Regions from separate parts of the Mus musculus genome. Here all the other regions are linked to region 5. The links are chromatin contacts, called in public Hi-C and HiChIP or PLAC-seq maps. All regions are on one chromosome and are shown on one strand. Each heading gives the region's core, a stretch centred on a gene start, on an enhancer-like site or on the middle of the called end of the contact. The rest is flanking DNA. Distances are from core to core; before and after follow the strand shown. Region 1 holds the start of Hmgcs2 (3-hydroxy-3-methylglutaryl-Coenzyme A synthase 2). Region 2 holds the start of Phgdh (3-phosphoglycerate dehydrogenase). Region 3 holds the start of Zfp697 (zinc finger protein 697). Region 4 has its middle 6.0 kb from the start of Gm31420. Region 5 holds the start of Notch2 (notch 2).

What was found. A called contact is a pair of places that touch in the nucleus more often than the background predicts. HiChIP or PLAC-seq counts read pairs in DNA pulled down with a chosen protein or histone mark.
Region 1: an H3K4me3 HiChIP or PLAC-seq map of forebrain shows a contact between it and region 5, with 3 times the contacts expected there. The contact joins the promoter of Hmgcs2 here to the promoter of Notch2 in region 5. A contact is called at or near these places in 3 of 39 promoter capture datasets (the HPC-7 cell line, cranial neural crest and liver), 1 of 484 Hi-C or Micro-C datasets (embryonic fibroblasts) and 3 of 115 datasets of contacts at active chromatin or transcription factors (the SCID.adh cell line, forebrain and pancreatic cancer cells).
Region 2: a contact with region 5 is called in an H3K4me3 HiChIP or PLAC-seq map of embryonic stem cells, with 16 read pairs. The contact joins the promoter of Phgdh here to the promoter of Notch2 in region 5. A contact is called at or near these places in 9 of 39 promoter capture datasets (the 3T3-L1 cell line, 3T3-L1-derived adipocytes, the C10 cell line and 5 more), 8 of 484 Hi-C or Micro-C datasets (B cells, CD4 T cells, CD8 T cells and 4 more), 6 of 115 datasets of contacts at active chromatin or transcription factors (the SCID.adh cell line, bone marrow-derived dendritic cells, bone marrow-derived macrophages and 3 more) and 1 of 9 other capture datasets (adipose tissue).
Region 3: a contact with region 5 is called in a FOXA1 HiChIP or PLAC-seq map of pancreatic cancer cells. The contact joins the promoter of Zfp697 here to the promoter of Notch2 in region 5. A contact is called at or near these places in 4 of 39 promoter capture datasets (the 3T3-L1 cell line, neural stem cells and pre-B cells) and 1 of 115 datasets of contacts at active chromatin or transcription factors (pancreatic cancer cells).
Region 4: a Hi-C map of muscle stem cells shows a contact between it and region 5, with 5 times the contacts expected there. The contact joins the enhancer-like site here to the promoter of Notch2 in region 5. A contact is called at or near these places in 2 of 39 promoter capture datasets (the C10 cell line and pre-B cells), 1 of 484 Hi-C or Micro-C datasets (muscle stem cells) and 1 of 115 datasets of contacts at active chromatin or transcription factors (pancreatic cancer cells).

The regions. Positions count from the first base shown.
Region 1 is chr3:98,278,910-98,281,691 of GRCm38.p6, reverse strand. It overlaps Hmgcs2 (3-hydroxy-3-methylglutaryl-Coenzyme A synthase 2), which reads right to left and starts at 1,261. Exons shown (of 10, transcript NM_008256.4): 1 at 1,105-1,261. The coding sequence starts at 1,208.
Region 2 is chr3:98,338,352-98,341,247 of GRCm38.p6, reverse strand. It overlaps Phgdh (3-phosphoglycerate dehydrogenase), which reads left to right and starts at 1,279. Exons shown (of 12, transcript NM_016966.3): 1 at 1,279-1,553. The coding sequence starts at 1,416.
Region 3 is chr3:98,381,078-98,383,856 of GRCm38.p6, reverse strand. It overlaps Zfp697 (zinc finger protein 697), which reads right to left and starts at 1,376. Exons shown (of 3, transcript NM_172863.4): 1 at 1,279-1,376. It also overlaps a transcript of Gm52610 not described here.
Region 4 is chr3:98,355,405-98,358,344 of GRCm38.p6, reverse strand. No RefSeq gene overlaps it. Among named protein-coding and RNA genes, the nearest start is that of Gm31420, 6.0 kb to the right of the region's middle. Within about 2 kb of position 1,509, at least 77 of the 459 cell types and tissues checked have an H3K27ac peak or open chromatin away from gene starts, as enhancers often do. A contact at or near this core is called in muscle stem cells and pancreatic cancer cells, where this site is marked.
Region 5 is chr3:98,012,177-98,014,876 of GRCm38.p6, reverse strand. It overlaps Notch2 (notch 2), which reads right to left and starts at 1,339. Exons shown (of 34, transcript NM_010928.2): 1 at 1,106-1,339. The coding sequence starts at 1,178.

The sequences.
Region 1 (2,782 bases), core at 12-2,511, 270 kb before region 5:
TCTGGCCCTGAAATAAGTAAACCCCATAACTTCCTCGCAAATAGAAAAGAAGCAAGCTAAAGTCTAAGCTGGAACATTCAAATAAAACGCAGTGGTTTTGCAAGGGTGGGGAAGTGGATGTCAGTGGCGCTAAAAGCAAATCAGGAGGTTTAAGGGCACTGCTCCTTTCCCCTCCACACCTATACCCAGGCTCCAGCAGGGCGGGACAAGGGAGGGCACCATAGCAAAGAGGTTCCCTAAAAACTCAGTACTCATGGGTATAAGTGGAAAGGAAGCCCTGGGACTCTGAGCTCAGTGGACAAAGAGCAAAAGAGAAAACACCCAAGTAGCTGGGAGCCTGAAGCACAAAGCCCAGATGTGTCCCATCAACTCTGAGCAACCACAGTTACTTGGACGAGACTGAAGGGTGTTTACAAAGAAAGAAGGCATGTTTGTTTTTCTTTCACAAGTACATGTATCCACCCATCCACCCCACCCCACACACACAGTGAGAAACACACACACAATTTTTATCTTTCATCTCACAAAACCGAAGCACGGAGAAACACTGCTTCGTCTCTTTGGTCCATACTGGATCTTGCCACAGTGAACGACAGCAAGCAGTTAAACCACAACTGCAGCTGCAGGATCCTGAGGTCTGCTGCCCCCTGTGGCCGGCAGAGGAAAGGCTGCTGCTTTTCCTAAACAAAGTGCATCAGAGGCTTAGGCTGGGAGTCCTGTGCGTCCTGTCCCCTTGGATCAGTTTACGACAATAAAAATACATCTTGCATATCAGATATTTACATTATGATTCATAATAGCAGCAAAATTAGTTATGAGGCAGAAATAAAAATAATTTTATGGTTGCGGGGGTCACCACAACCTGAGGAACTGTATTAAGGGTTGCAGCATTAGGAAGGCTGAGGACCTCTGGCTTAGACACTTCCAGCTCAACAGTTAACAGGTGCTGTCTAGAAATGAGGCTAACTTGTTTATAACTGAGTACAACCTCGCCAGCTTTTGACTGAGGTTCTAGTGAGTCCTCCAACAAGCCCCGCGTTTTACTGGTCCCCACGGTGCTTGTCTGGGAGTGATCTATGTAGACCCTCTGAGCAGGCCACTCACCTCTGCTGGGCTGCTGAGAGCAGGTGAGCAGGTGTGAGCGAAGTTTCCTGCATCGCTCTCTTCACTTGCAGGACCCGCCTCGCTGGAGCCAAAAGCCGCTGCATCTCTAAGGTATCAACAGAAAGCCAGCAGTCCACAGCCCTTGGGAGAGATGCCCAACGATTCTGGGTTGGGCTTTATAAGACTCCAGGCTCTGGAAGCCCCGCCTCCGCTTATCGAGGCCCCTGCCTGCTTGGGGAAAAACTGGGCCAAAGGTCTCAGAACAAGTCAAAGGAAAACATCATGTCTAACATGTACATAGCTGCACTGTTCCTGGCTGGTATCTAGCTGGCTGGCTCTGAGACTTCATTGTTGGCCTTATTTTTGCCTAACCATGCAAGCTTGCATGCTCCTTCTAACACATCCAACAATCAGCAGTCACCCAACTCGTCTCTGCAGCCTCCTGATTCCTCTGCTGAGTGGCTCACCATCTGTTCCTAACCCCTAACCACTTTATGCAGTCAGATGTTATTCTTACCATTTCTATAAGAAGCAGCTTTCAAAACCAAAGAGTAATCCCCCCTCCACCTCCATTTCTTCTTAAATACCCCAGGCTAGCCTTGAACTTGAAATCAGTCTTCCTCCCTCAGCCTCCATGAGCACTGTGATTACTGGTATAACCTTTTAATACCAGCTCTTCAAGCAGTTGAGAGTAGGTGTTGACGCACATCTGACGGGCTGGCTGGCTTTGGTCTGTGGAGCTGGTTGTTTTCCTCTTATCTTTATTGTCCGTCATTATGCTTACACAGAGCTTCACAGAGCTTCCAAGAGGGACGCAGCAGATGCTGCTAGAGAGGTTCAGAATCCCTCAAAAGGAGACTGTCTTGAAGTTCAGGCTTTCCTAGGAAGGAGAAGTTTATTACAAGTTGGATTTTAGAGACAGGGAGGACAGAGTCCTCAAAGACCCATGTCTACAAAGCTGCAGAGTGGGGATCCCCCAGCATCTTTTGACTCCGGACTGTGCATGTAATTGTGCTCCTATGAGTGTGCACCTGTGGCTGTGTGCATGCAGCCATGCTCCCACTTGAGCACACCTGTGGCTGCCAGGGGCTAGCATCAATACCATCCTTTAGCACTCTCAATCTTAGTCTTAAAATGATGTGTGTCTCTCCCTCTGAACCTGGAGCTTGCCTATTGGGGTGGCCAAAAGGGCTCCTAGGATCTTCCTGCCTCTGCGGTTCCAGAGCTGGGGTACGGGTATGTGCTTTTACACAGGTATGGGGTTCCAAACTCAGGCTCCACACTTTCACTTTACCCACTGAGCCACCCATCCAGATCCTCTACTACTTCTTAAGACAAAAGTCTTAAAGATGAGTCTCTATCTCATGCTCCTCATGTAGAAAGTCCCTATGTCTCACTCACACAGCAGTTGAAGCAGTTAACCCTGATATCTAATGCAACTCTATGAAAGAGTCTCAAGAACCAGGATAGCTCTTGGTTTATTTATTTCCCAGAAGCCAGAAGCTCCACCTATTTCCCCTAAATCCGGAGGCTCCCTGGTCCCCTCTCCACTTTATGTCTCTGTCTCCATACTGTTGAATCCCCATGAGACTGCAGCTTAGGCCATGCCTACCTGCAACAGCCTCTTTGTGGCAAGGCCCCTACTGAGAGCATCTGTGGCTCTCCAAGCCCTTAACAG
Region 2 (2,896 bases), core at 30-2,529, 330 kb before region 5:
GAAGAAAGCAAAAGCCTGGAGAGATACTTTCAGAGTCCGTTTCTTCTTCTTCTTCTTCTTCTTCCTCTTCTTCTTCTTCTTTTTGTTTGTTTGTTTAAGAAGCTGGAAATCAACCCCCGCTGGATCATTGATATTCTACCCGAAAAATTATCTGCTTTACTTCTCACTGTGCAGGTTTGGGGCTCACCACTGGTCTCCAAATAGAAAATTAAGTCGGCTGCTCTCCTCCGGTCCCTATGAACCCTGTTACTGTTACTCTTATCCGGAGAGCCAAGGGCATCCGAGCTGGCCTGCTGTGGCTGCTGAAGTCTCTCTTTTCCCAAGGGGCTGGGCCAGAGAAGGGAAAGGAAGGAAAGTCTAGAGGAAAGGGCAGAACTACTTCCCCAGTTCTTCCAAGAAGGCCAGGGTTCCTGTTTTGTGGATGGAGGTAACAGCACAGGCAGAGGACTTGTCAGTACATAGTTCTGAAAGAGACTCTCTTACTTACATTTGATGTTAAGATTGTGAGGTATAATAGTAAGGGGTGTTATTTATATAATATAATCAAGGCTGAATTTACCTAACAGATTTAATCCCTTCTAAAAAAAAAAAAAGTAATCATCTAACTTCTAAAGACTAAAACCACTACCACCCTTGTACTTCTCTCCCCCTCCCTGACTCCCATCTGGGGCTGACCTGGAACTCCTGGGTTCAAGTGGTCCTCCAGCCTCATTCATGGCCCTTACTGTATCTAGATTTAATCTTAAAGTCTTTTGGGGGGTAAGGAATAAGAAGCCCTTGCCTTTCCCAGACTTGTCTCTCATCTCCCACTGGGATTGGTGGAAGGCAAGAACCAACTCTTATGTACACACACACACACACACACACACCTTGTTCCTTAATCTCCTAACGGTGTGTGTGTGTGTGTGTGTGTGTGTGTGTGTGTGTGTGTGTGTGCGTTGCTGAGAATCGAACCCGTGGCCTTACTCAGTCTAATTATGCTCAACTAGGAGTTATAAATACCCAGCCAATAAATGGTCTTTAAGAGGAAAGAAGTTACTATGAGATTTAATTCCCTCGTGGAGACAGCGTATTTCTGTTTATTTCCAATATAAATCAGCCTGCTGGCATAAATCGTGCGTGTTAAAGCTCACCCGGGGCAGGTAAGGGCTTCACTGCTGGAAGTGTAGTCTGTGTAGGATTTAAAAAAAAAAAAAAAAATGTGTGGGAGGCTCTGCCCGGGGAGGCGGAGTCAGCAGAGTTTAAGCATTTCTGACCAATCAAAAGGAGACTGTTGGCGCGAGGAGGGGGAGGATAAAGGGGGAGCGGGAGATCGAGAACCCTGCCCAGTCACCGGAGCCAGCCCTGCTTGCAGTTTCCTGAACTAAGTGCTTCTGCCCACCCACAGCAACTGATTCTAAGGCCTGACTCTAGCAATGGCCTTCGCAAATCTGCGCAAAGTACTCATCAGTGACAGCCTGGACCCCTGCTGCCGGAAGATCCTGCAAGATGGAGGGCTGCAGGTGGTGGAGAAGCAGAACTTGAGCAAGGAGGAGCTGATAGCTGAACTCCAGGTAAGGCGAGCCGGACACAAGCGTAATCACCGGGCATCTTTATGGCCAAACCCGCTGACCCCAGTGGTTCCAGGGCTGTCCTCCCCTATCTTATCAGTTGGTCCCGGGGCCTCCGGAGATTCGGGACCAGCAGTGGGAGGGAGGAAAAGCAGAGAGGAACGAATGGCCTGGAGGTGCAGAATGCAAACTTTTTGTGCTTTTTGCTACCGCGTGTTTCTTGCCGGCGCTGCAAAGTGCAGCTGCTCCATCTGGTCCTGCGGGATGCCAGAACCTCTCTCGAATGCCAGAACCTCTCTGGAGCTTTCGTGCCTGGCGACCCAGGCTGCGAGCTCCCGGCTCGGGGTGCTACACGCACACCATCCCTGCTCAGTGCAGACTCCTGGGGTGGGGGCAGGGGGCGCGGGGCGCTGGCTCTGCTCCTGCGGGTCCCGTGGCATTTGTGGCAGCGGACTCGCACCGCCTTTTGTCTGATGCAAGACCTTGGCGCTCTTTCCCCCGCCCCGGGGAGCGCTCGCAGGATTCCGGGCGGCCCGGGGGTGCAGCCGGAGCCCCGCGCCGCCCACGCGGCCGCCGCCGGGAGTCAACCTCCACCATTGGCTTCATTGCCGATCAGGCCCGACTTCACTACATCAGAATCCTGTTCCAAGCGCAGTTGGGACAGGTTACTTCTACGAAGTCTTCGGAGCAAACCTCTAATCGTTATAAAACTTAAAAGTCTTTCACTTATTTGAAAAGCTTGTGTAAATCGGGTGACTTTGTTCAGACGTAAGGAAGGGGTTTCTGCTTTGTGAGCACTTCAGTTCCTGCCCTTCCTGTAGATCTAATCCATCCAGGTATGCTGTCTCGTCCCAGCTGTACTGCCCCACCCCCAAAGTTCCACGTGCTCGCTTAGGGCCTGCAGCCAGGAGGAATGTACCAGTCTTCCTGCTCAGGCTGAGGCCTCAAACCGCAGAGACCAAGCGGGGTTGTTCTTGCAACCCTGGAAACTCTCTGAGCTCGCTTGTCTATTTCTCCCAAGACCCTTCCCCGCCCCCAATCCCTTTTCCTCTACCGAGCTAATAGCCACGTGCCCAGCAGCCCTTATTCGCAGACTTTTTCTAGGCCTGGTCTTTAAGAAGCTTGAAAGAGCTAGGTGGAGATGGCACATACCTTTAATTCCAGCACTCAGGAGGCAGAGGCAGGTGGATCTCCGTGAGTTCGAGGACAGCCAGGACTACACAGAGTAGTCTTTTCTCTGTCTCAGAAAGAACAAGAAAAGTGAAAATGAGCTGGCTGGCTCATGCCTAGTATGAAGGAGGCTGAGTTTGATTATCTCCGAGTTCAAGACCAGCCCGAGCTACAGA
Region 3 (2,779 bases), core at 127-2,626, 370 kb before region 5:
GTTTTAAAGTACATTATACATTAAGTAATCACCATATGTTTCCTTAAGAGAAGGGATGCACACTTGTATACACATAGAAGATCAGAAAGGCATCAGAGGCAGGTGAATTAATTCCCTTATGGGAGTCACACTCCGGTTGTGTTTAAACTTGCCCATTTGTCCATAGCAGCTCACAAAGACCACCAACTCGCTAGCTATTGCCACATTTACCACAACGGTCTCTTGGGAAGAGACCCACTATATGGGAATGCTGACAGCCAACGGAGCCTGACTCAACAGGCAGGATTACAGCACTAAATTAAATTATGCCTCATACTCATGTGGGGGGTGGCTGATTCACTGCGGGGGGGGGATGGGGGCGTGGTTAAGAAAATAAAGGTTAAATCAGAGGAAGTCCCAGAGGAAGTCTTAAAGTCCCGTTCTAGAGACCTGCTATTGTGTGCTCTGGCTGTAAGGTACATCCAGGGTCTCTGTCTCACTGTTCCTCTTCACCATCCCTCATGCTAACATATGCCTCACCCCAGGCCACCTGAGCCTCAATAAGCTCTCTGGCCGCAGGCTCCAGCTCTGTCCACCACCTGCCCATGATCAGCCAACGTGGATATTTGTGGTTGGGGATTCTAGCAAAACCAGACAACGACCCCTCCTGAGCCACGCGCGGCTGGCTAGCTCAGCCTTCCTTTCGCAGGTCCTCATTGTACCTTTCTCCCAGTCCGATCGCAGCCCCCAGGTGGCAATCCGAATCGGTCAGACAGATGGGAGGAGCAGGTAACAGACACGTTTCACAAGGGCCAAAATGAACCTGCTGACCTTCGCAAAGTCCCCGCCTTCATCCCCTTCCTCACAGTGGGGCTGGGGGCACTGACTTAGTAGGCAAAGGGAGCACGATCTAAGCTGATGCACCGATGCACACAAAGCCTTTCACCTTCTGCTTGTCTTGCAAGCTCCTCCCTGGGCTTGGTCTCCCAGGGTCTCTGATGCCCCCTTCGGTGGTCTGTGGGACGGTCCGACTTGCTCTGGCAGCGCAGTCTCAGCCTCCTCCTCCCCTCCCCTCGCCACAGAGACCAAAGGGAGCTCAACCCAGCTATAGGACACGAAGGGTCCCCTTCTGTCCTTGGTTCCTGAGCCCACGGGGTGGCGGACCACAGTCCAGTGTGCGAAGGACAGCTTCGCGCGGCAGCTCAGCCACAGCACACATCCCAGCCCCTAGATGATCAGCTCAGGTTCCCAGCTCCCTATCCGCGAAGCCGGCGCGCCCAGCCGCAGCAGCGCTCCTACCTGTGATGCGCCGGGCAGCTCTGAGCGCACTGCCCAAGCCTGGCGCCCGGTGCTGAGGCTATGCAACCGCGGGCTGGCACTCGGGCTGGCTGCCCACTACCTCCTCGCTGGGGCTTCCTGTGGGGCTGGACAAAGGACATTTCCTGGGAGGAGCAGGGAATGTTCCCAGCATGCCTCGATTTGTAGTTCACCGAGACTTCCTGCCACCGCAGCAACAACGGGGGCTCTACTCAGACCCCAGGACTGGAGGAGAGGACCCTGTCGGGCTGTAGTAGCTCGGAGCCGATGGCCGACCCGCCGCCGCTTGGTAGAGTCGCGATCCTGCAGACGCATGCTGCCCTCACACGCTTGCTGCCCTGGGCGCGCAGTGCGAGCGGCCTTTTCTTTAGAAGTGAACTTTGTGATATGCTCTCTTTACGTCGGCTTCCCCCACCCCACCCCACCCCACCCCACCCCCGCTTCTTCTTCTAATAGATGGTCTTCCATAAGGTGAGGCTGGGGGAGGCGAGCATACTCTGACACTCAGCCTAGCCTGGGACTCACCTAGACAACTCACCGCGATTCTTCTTCCTACTCTTCAGGTGTATACCAACCCGAGTTTGTTGTTTTGCTTTGTTTCTGTTGTGCGCTAATCTACCTTAAAGCCCCCTGCATGCGTGGCCAGTGCTCTGTCCATCTACCAACTTTTTCACCTCCCAGGTTCTCTAGCTCAGTGTTTCTCAACCTGTCTGTCACGACCCCTTGTGGATCAAATGGTCTTCTCGCAGAAGTGGCCTAAGACCATCAGAAAACACAGATATTTATCAACATTACAGTTGATAAACAGTAACAAAATTATAAAGTAGCAATGAAAATAATGGTTAGGAGTCACCACAACATGAAGGGTCGCAGCATTAGGAAGGTTGAGAACCACAACTCTATGCAGTCAGGACTCTGGCTGTGGCCTGTTTAAGAAAAACATTTGGCTGCTCTTCTGGTATCCAGGCTCCTTAAAGATCTTAGCACTTTTGCCCTAAAAACCATGCAGAGCTGATCATTCCTAGATCCTGGCCTGGTGACATCCCTTTTCTCCACTGTTGGCCTCTGCCCAGGCTTCTTTTTAAGAGAAGTAATTGAGAGATAAAAAATAAACTTCATGAATTACATATGTGAGAGCCTAAATGACAAGCCGGATGGTGGAGCACACCTTTAATCCCAGCACCCAGGAGGCAGAAGCAGATAGATCTCTGTGAGTTATAGGCCAGCCTGGTCTGCAGAGGGAGGTCTAGGACAGCCAGGGCTAAACAGGAAAATTTTGTCTTGAAAGCAAAAAGCAAACACACAAAAACTAAATGACTAAAAGCTGAGCTGAGTCATTTTACCAAAGGATGGCAGGAAGGGTATAGTAAGTCAATCAAGGAAAGGATGGGTCCTAAGATTTTCTAGAATACTTGAAAAATAATCTGGCAATAGCCCCGTGTAGTGACACCGCCCAGAAGGCTGGGGCAGGAGGGTATGGAGT
Region 4 (2,940 bases), core at 260-2,759, 340 kb before region 5:
TTATATGTTGATGCTAATTCCACTCTCCTGGGAGGTGTTGCAGACAAGGAGTGAGTCAAGTACTCAAGTGAGTTCTTGTGAACTTATCCCCTAATGAATAAAGAAGCCCATCACTGGGCGATTAGGAGGGACTTCCAGGTTGGATGGAGGAAGAGAGGAAGCAGGAGAGAGTAGGACCTCTTTTTAGATAGGGATAGCATGAGGACAAGATGTAATGACGAGTGTCTCCCAGTTTCAACGGTGAATCCTTTAGGATTCGCCACCAGAGGATTTGGATTTAATAAGTTAGGATTTCAGTTGTTGTGCCCAGAGATTGAGTTATCATTGTTTCTGAACTAAGTTTGTGTTGCATTTCCTTCACAGGGTGCCTCATGTGGGTTCAAGAGAGAAAAGTACAGCGGCAAAGAGTGGGTTTGCCTGAGGTACACCACAAAGGTCATGGGGTTTTGAAGCACTGGGTTGGTATGGCAGCGACCCTCCTGAAGGAACTTAGTGAGCTGGATGGAGAGATTTTGGAGCTCTGAGTTAAAGAGTCTCCATGAGATAAGAACAAGCCGACCAGCCTGGCAGGACTGAGAGTAGCTGGGAAAAGCACGGGAACTTGCCGATTCTTTTGGTATTTCCCACAATAAACACACATGCTGTGAGGCATGTGCCTGTACACGCATCATACAAAAACAATGATAGTAATAAATCTGACTTTTTAAAATTCAAAATCAGACAATAAGAAACTAAAACATTTATATGAGAACATTTCCTAAGCCAAGCAAGGTGATTCCAGCACTTGGGAGGTGGGAGCAGGAGGACCCAGAGGGAGTCCGAGGTCATCTTCCTCTATTGAGTGAGTTCAAGGCCAGCCTGGGCCACATGCTGTGTAAGTCAGTCCACTAATCCTCCTGCCTCATCAAGCCACACTTGGATGCAGTTGCTTCTTTGGTCTATTCTTGCTGCCCTGTCTAGGGTTTGTTTACATCTCCCCAAGACATGTTGCCCTTGGTTCCTGAATACAGATGAGTTTGGGAGAAGTTTCATTGCCTCTGCCCAGCAGTCTGAGGGGGCAAACCCAACATGGCTGACTTCACCAAATGGTATGTCATCACACACCTCCAGGTCGTAGTTGTGCTTCCCCTGCTGTCGCTAAGGAGCCAGTGGAGGCTGTGTTACCTACCCAGAAAGAGTGTGTCCCTGTGAGGAAGGGATTGCAACAGACTATCACAAACACATGGCATCTTCCACGTTAGCCTATGCTTTGACAGGAAATTAAATACAAAAGAGGAAGAGAACAAGGTACTGACTTTCTAGTCTTTATGGGGGAAACAAGGAATGGTCATGTGACTCCCAGTCTAAATGAATCAAAACTATTCTGACTTCAATAAACTTGCTGAGGCAATGCAGCCAGAAGTGGTAGTTGTTACAGTATTTTTCCTAATGGGACATAAAGAAACATCAATTCACACCACCACCCCCACCCCCATAGCATGGACAGACCAGATAAACAATGACTCAAAATGAGCTGTGTCACCCAAAACCCAACCACTAAAGTAGGTGGTGACATCCCTGGAGCTCCTGCTCAATGTGTGGCAGTCACCAAAGACTCCTTTTTCCTCTTCCTCATAAAAGTTTATTGCTTATAAAACCTTGGAGATGGGACCCATGAATCTCCCTCCTCCCTCAGGAAAGGACATTTTAGTTTCAAAGAAGAAGGAAGAGGAGGAGGAAGAGGAGGAGGAGACAAGATCACATACAGGCCATCCATCAGATACCAGTGAATAATAACATTTGCCCACAAATCTGATGGCCTGTGTTGGATCCTTGGATCACACGGTAAAAAATGGAAGGAGAGAGTGGATCCTGAGAGCTGGCCCCTGGCCACATGTGCACCGTATATGCATGCATATTCACACATATCTCACACACCATAATAATAATAATAACAACAACAATTATAATAATAACAAATTTTTAAAATCACATCCCAAAAGGAAGGAGCAGGAAAATAGCAAAAAAGAAACACTGGATCAAACAAAGACTGAAACCCAGCAGCGTGAACACCAGATTCTGCAGTTCAATATCGGGCATCCAGGTCACATGGGGTCATCATACGCTCGCTCTCCAAGGGGCCTATGCACCTCCACCTGCAGTCCATACAGCCAGGGCCTGACAGGTGCCACTGCCTGTCTCAGGTTTCCTCAGCCAGCACTCATCTTCCTAGCATACTAGGATCATGGCCTCTCTCTCCATTATGATGGGGGGAAAAGACACATTTAATCAAATTACACGGAGACTGAGCAGACGGGGAAAGCACAGCTGGGAGAGATGTGTGTCATCTTTGAAGGATGCCATGGTGGTAATGAGCTGGAACCAGTCATCCATCCACACAGGAATTTCCTCCCCAGGGCACACCTCATTCTGTGCATTCCATTCTATAAAACGTGCCACTCACAGTCGGCAAATGAGTGTGCAGCATGGGGACAGAGAGGCATTTGTGTTTCTGTCTTGGGTATCTCAGCGAGGCCTGGAAAGTGAACAATTAAAACAACCGATAGAAAAGTACACATGAGGCAGAAGTCACTGTGCTGTGTGCCTGTTCTTCCACAGGGTGGCTCACAACCCTCCAGACCTCCAGCTACAGGGGCTTGACACCCTCTTCTTACACATAAAATAAAATAAATACGCATTTTTCCACTGATTAATTTATTCATTTGTTCACTTTACATCCTGATCTCAGCCTCCCTCTCCTCCCGGTCCTTCCCTCACATGGCCCCTCCCTTCATCCCTCTCCTCTTCTCCTCTGAGAAGTGGGGAGACCACCCTAGGTACCACCCCACCCTGGCATATTAAGTCACCGCAGGACTAGGCACATCCTCTCTTACTGAGGCTAGACAAAACAGCCCAGTTAGAGGAACAGGATCCACAGGTAGGCAACAGAGCTGGGGAGAG
Region 5 (2,700 bases), core at 90-2,589:
ATGTACTAGAGTTTTTCTGGTAAAAGTTAATTGTTCTTGAGTAAAGGGGGACCCTACCAGTTCAACAAACCAGTACAAGACATAGCCCCACTGGAAGCACAGACTTCAAACCAGTACAAGACATAGCCCCACTGGAAGCACAGACTTCAAACCAGTACAAGACATAGCCCCACTGGAAGCACAGACTTCGAACCAGTACAAGACATAGCCCCACTGGAAGCACAGACTTCAAACCAGTACAAGACATAGCCCCATTGGAAGCACAGACCAAACCGCTGCTCCTGCCCTGAAACAACTTTTCTGAACATCTTTTAAGTGCTACGGGTTTAATATACATTCTTTTAATTAATCCTATTAGCTGGGTAATTTCATCCCCATTTTATTGGTGAGTTAATACAGAAGATTTGAATCCAGGATTACAGAGCTGGACTCCAAAGCCGAAGTTCTTTCCATACAACATTCCAAAGAAATGTAAAATCTAAAGATGTGGGTGGAGTGGGTAAAATATGATCCGATTTCCTTTCCTGGCTCCCACCAAGTTAGCGAGGGGGCACGGAATATCCCACCATAACAAGCCTTTCTAAGCAAGCACTTCGGATCAAGCAACGTCTCCACTTTTCCTCGCCTGCCCCTGCCCCACCCCCAACGGTGCCAAAAGAGCAGCAAGCTGCTGCCAGGTTGGAGGAGTTGGGGATCGTCACACCACATTCCTGGGGCTGGACGCACACTGGAACCGCAGCAGAGCTCCGCGCCTCGGAAAGAATAACAGCAGTTGAGATTTTCAATCATGTGGCTCAGCACGCTGCCACACCAGTTCCCCCACTGCTGCCTCCACCTATCCAAGACCTAAGCCCCACGCCCAACTCCTCCTCCGGACAAACCGACCGATCCGGGTGTCAAAAGCTGGGAACGCCGCAAGCCCCCGCCGCCCTCCCGACCACACTCGCACCTCGGCCCGCGAGCTGCTCGCCCGAGACCCCGCTAACGCGGAACCCGGGACGCTACGCGTTGCCAAGACTCGAGGCCCGGACGAGGCAGTTTGGAAGACGCAGTCCCCGTAGCGCAGAGACAGAGAGGGATGGTCTCCCGGGCGCCCGGTACTCACCGTGCGCGGGGCCCGCGCCGCACAGCCAGAGCCACAGCAGCGCCCGCAGCGCGGCGGGACGCAGAGCGGGCATCTTCGGGGCCGCAGCCAGAGCAGATCCGCATGGGGAGCGGGTCCCGACCAGGAGCCCGGCTCTCGCGTGCTCTACCCTGCCCCCGCGGCTCGCTGAGTCCTGGAGCTCCCGCTGCGCCGCCCCTGCACTCCGCGCAGCCAGGCCGCCGCCCGAAGTTTGGCTGAAAGTTTCTGGCTGCGCCGCGCGGCTGGGCGGCCCGCGTGTCCTTCCGCCTCGGCCTCCTCCCACCGCGAGGCTCCGCCCCCGTCGCCGCCGCGCGCCCAGGGGTTTCCCGCAGAAAGAAGCGCCGGTCCTCTGCGCGCGGAGGGATCTGAGTGAGCAGCACCCCGTACTCCGCCCGCTCGACCGCCGAGCCCGCCCATGAGCTCGGAAAGGGGGGCGGCTGAAGCGCCCAACATCAAACACTAGGGTTTACCCGGGTCCTGAACTTGTAGAGAGAGGCAGACCTCATGCCCCACACACCCACCCACACACTTCTTGGCTGGTTAGAGGAATGAGGGAGAGCAAAAACGAGACTGTCAACGGAAGGCAGAGGGCAAAGGCGCCAAAGTACTCTTAAGAGGACATTCCTTAAGATGCTCTGGGCATTTCGTTCATTCATCCGTCCATCCACCCACCCATCCTTGGTTCTTTTAGTGAACTTCGTGTAGCAAGGTGCTTGGGACACTGGAATCGTCCGCTCTAGGGTCTAGAAGAATTTAGGGGAGGCTTTCAAGAGACAGCAGGAGCTTGAAACTCTAGTCAAAGGTGTAGAAAATAGAAAGAAGAACCAGGAATACTCTTTATAACCTATTAATAGCTGCGAGTGAAGAGTAACCTAAATGCCCCACCCTTAGGGACTAGATGAATAATGCATAATTATAAGTGCAATACAATTGAAAATACCATCTTCATATACGTCAGCCGTAAAACCAAAATGATGATGAAAACACGAATCGCAGAGCGAGACTCTAAGAATGCCATTTACATATAAATGTTTCCAAACAACACTGAACATTGTATGGACGTTTGTGTGCATAGTTTTTAAAAGATAAAGCTATTACACTAACAATTTCCAAAGTGGGAGAGTGGAGGGTGTGATCTGTCTTAGGAATAAATGCATTTGTAGAACGAAATTGGCAACTACGAGGAATTGCATAAGTAACACAGGACTGTTTGTATTTCTGTCTTGACTACACGGGGAAGTCTTTATGGCCCAGGATCATGGCCTTCATCACTAGTGCCTATCAATTAGTAGATGGTGACCTAGAATGCAGAATACCGTTCAGCAAGTGCAAATGGGTGTGAACATTAAAACTGCAGTTTAATAAGCACTATAGAGTCTGAGGAAATGGATCAGCGGGAAAGAGTGCTTGCTGTGCAAGCACGGGGACCTGAGTTCAAATCTCCAACACTCACAGTGAAAGCCAGGTTTGACTATGCACATGCCTCAAACAGCTGTAGGGAGTAGAGTTAAATGAATCTCTGGGGCTAATTAGCAGGTAGCCCAGTTCCAGGTTCAGTAAGAGATCCCCCCCCCCCC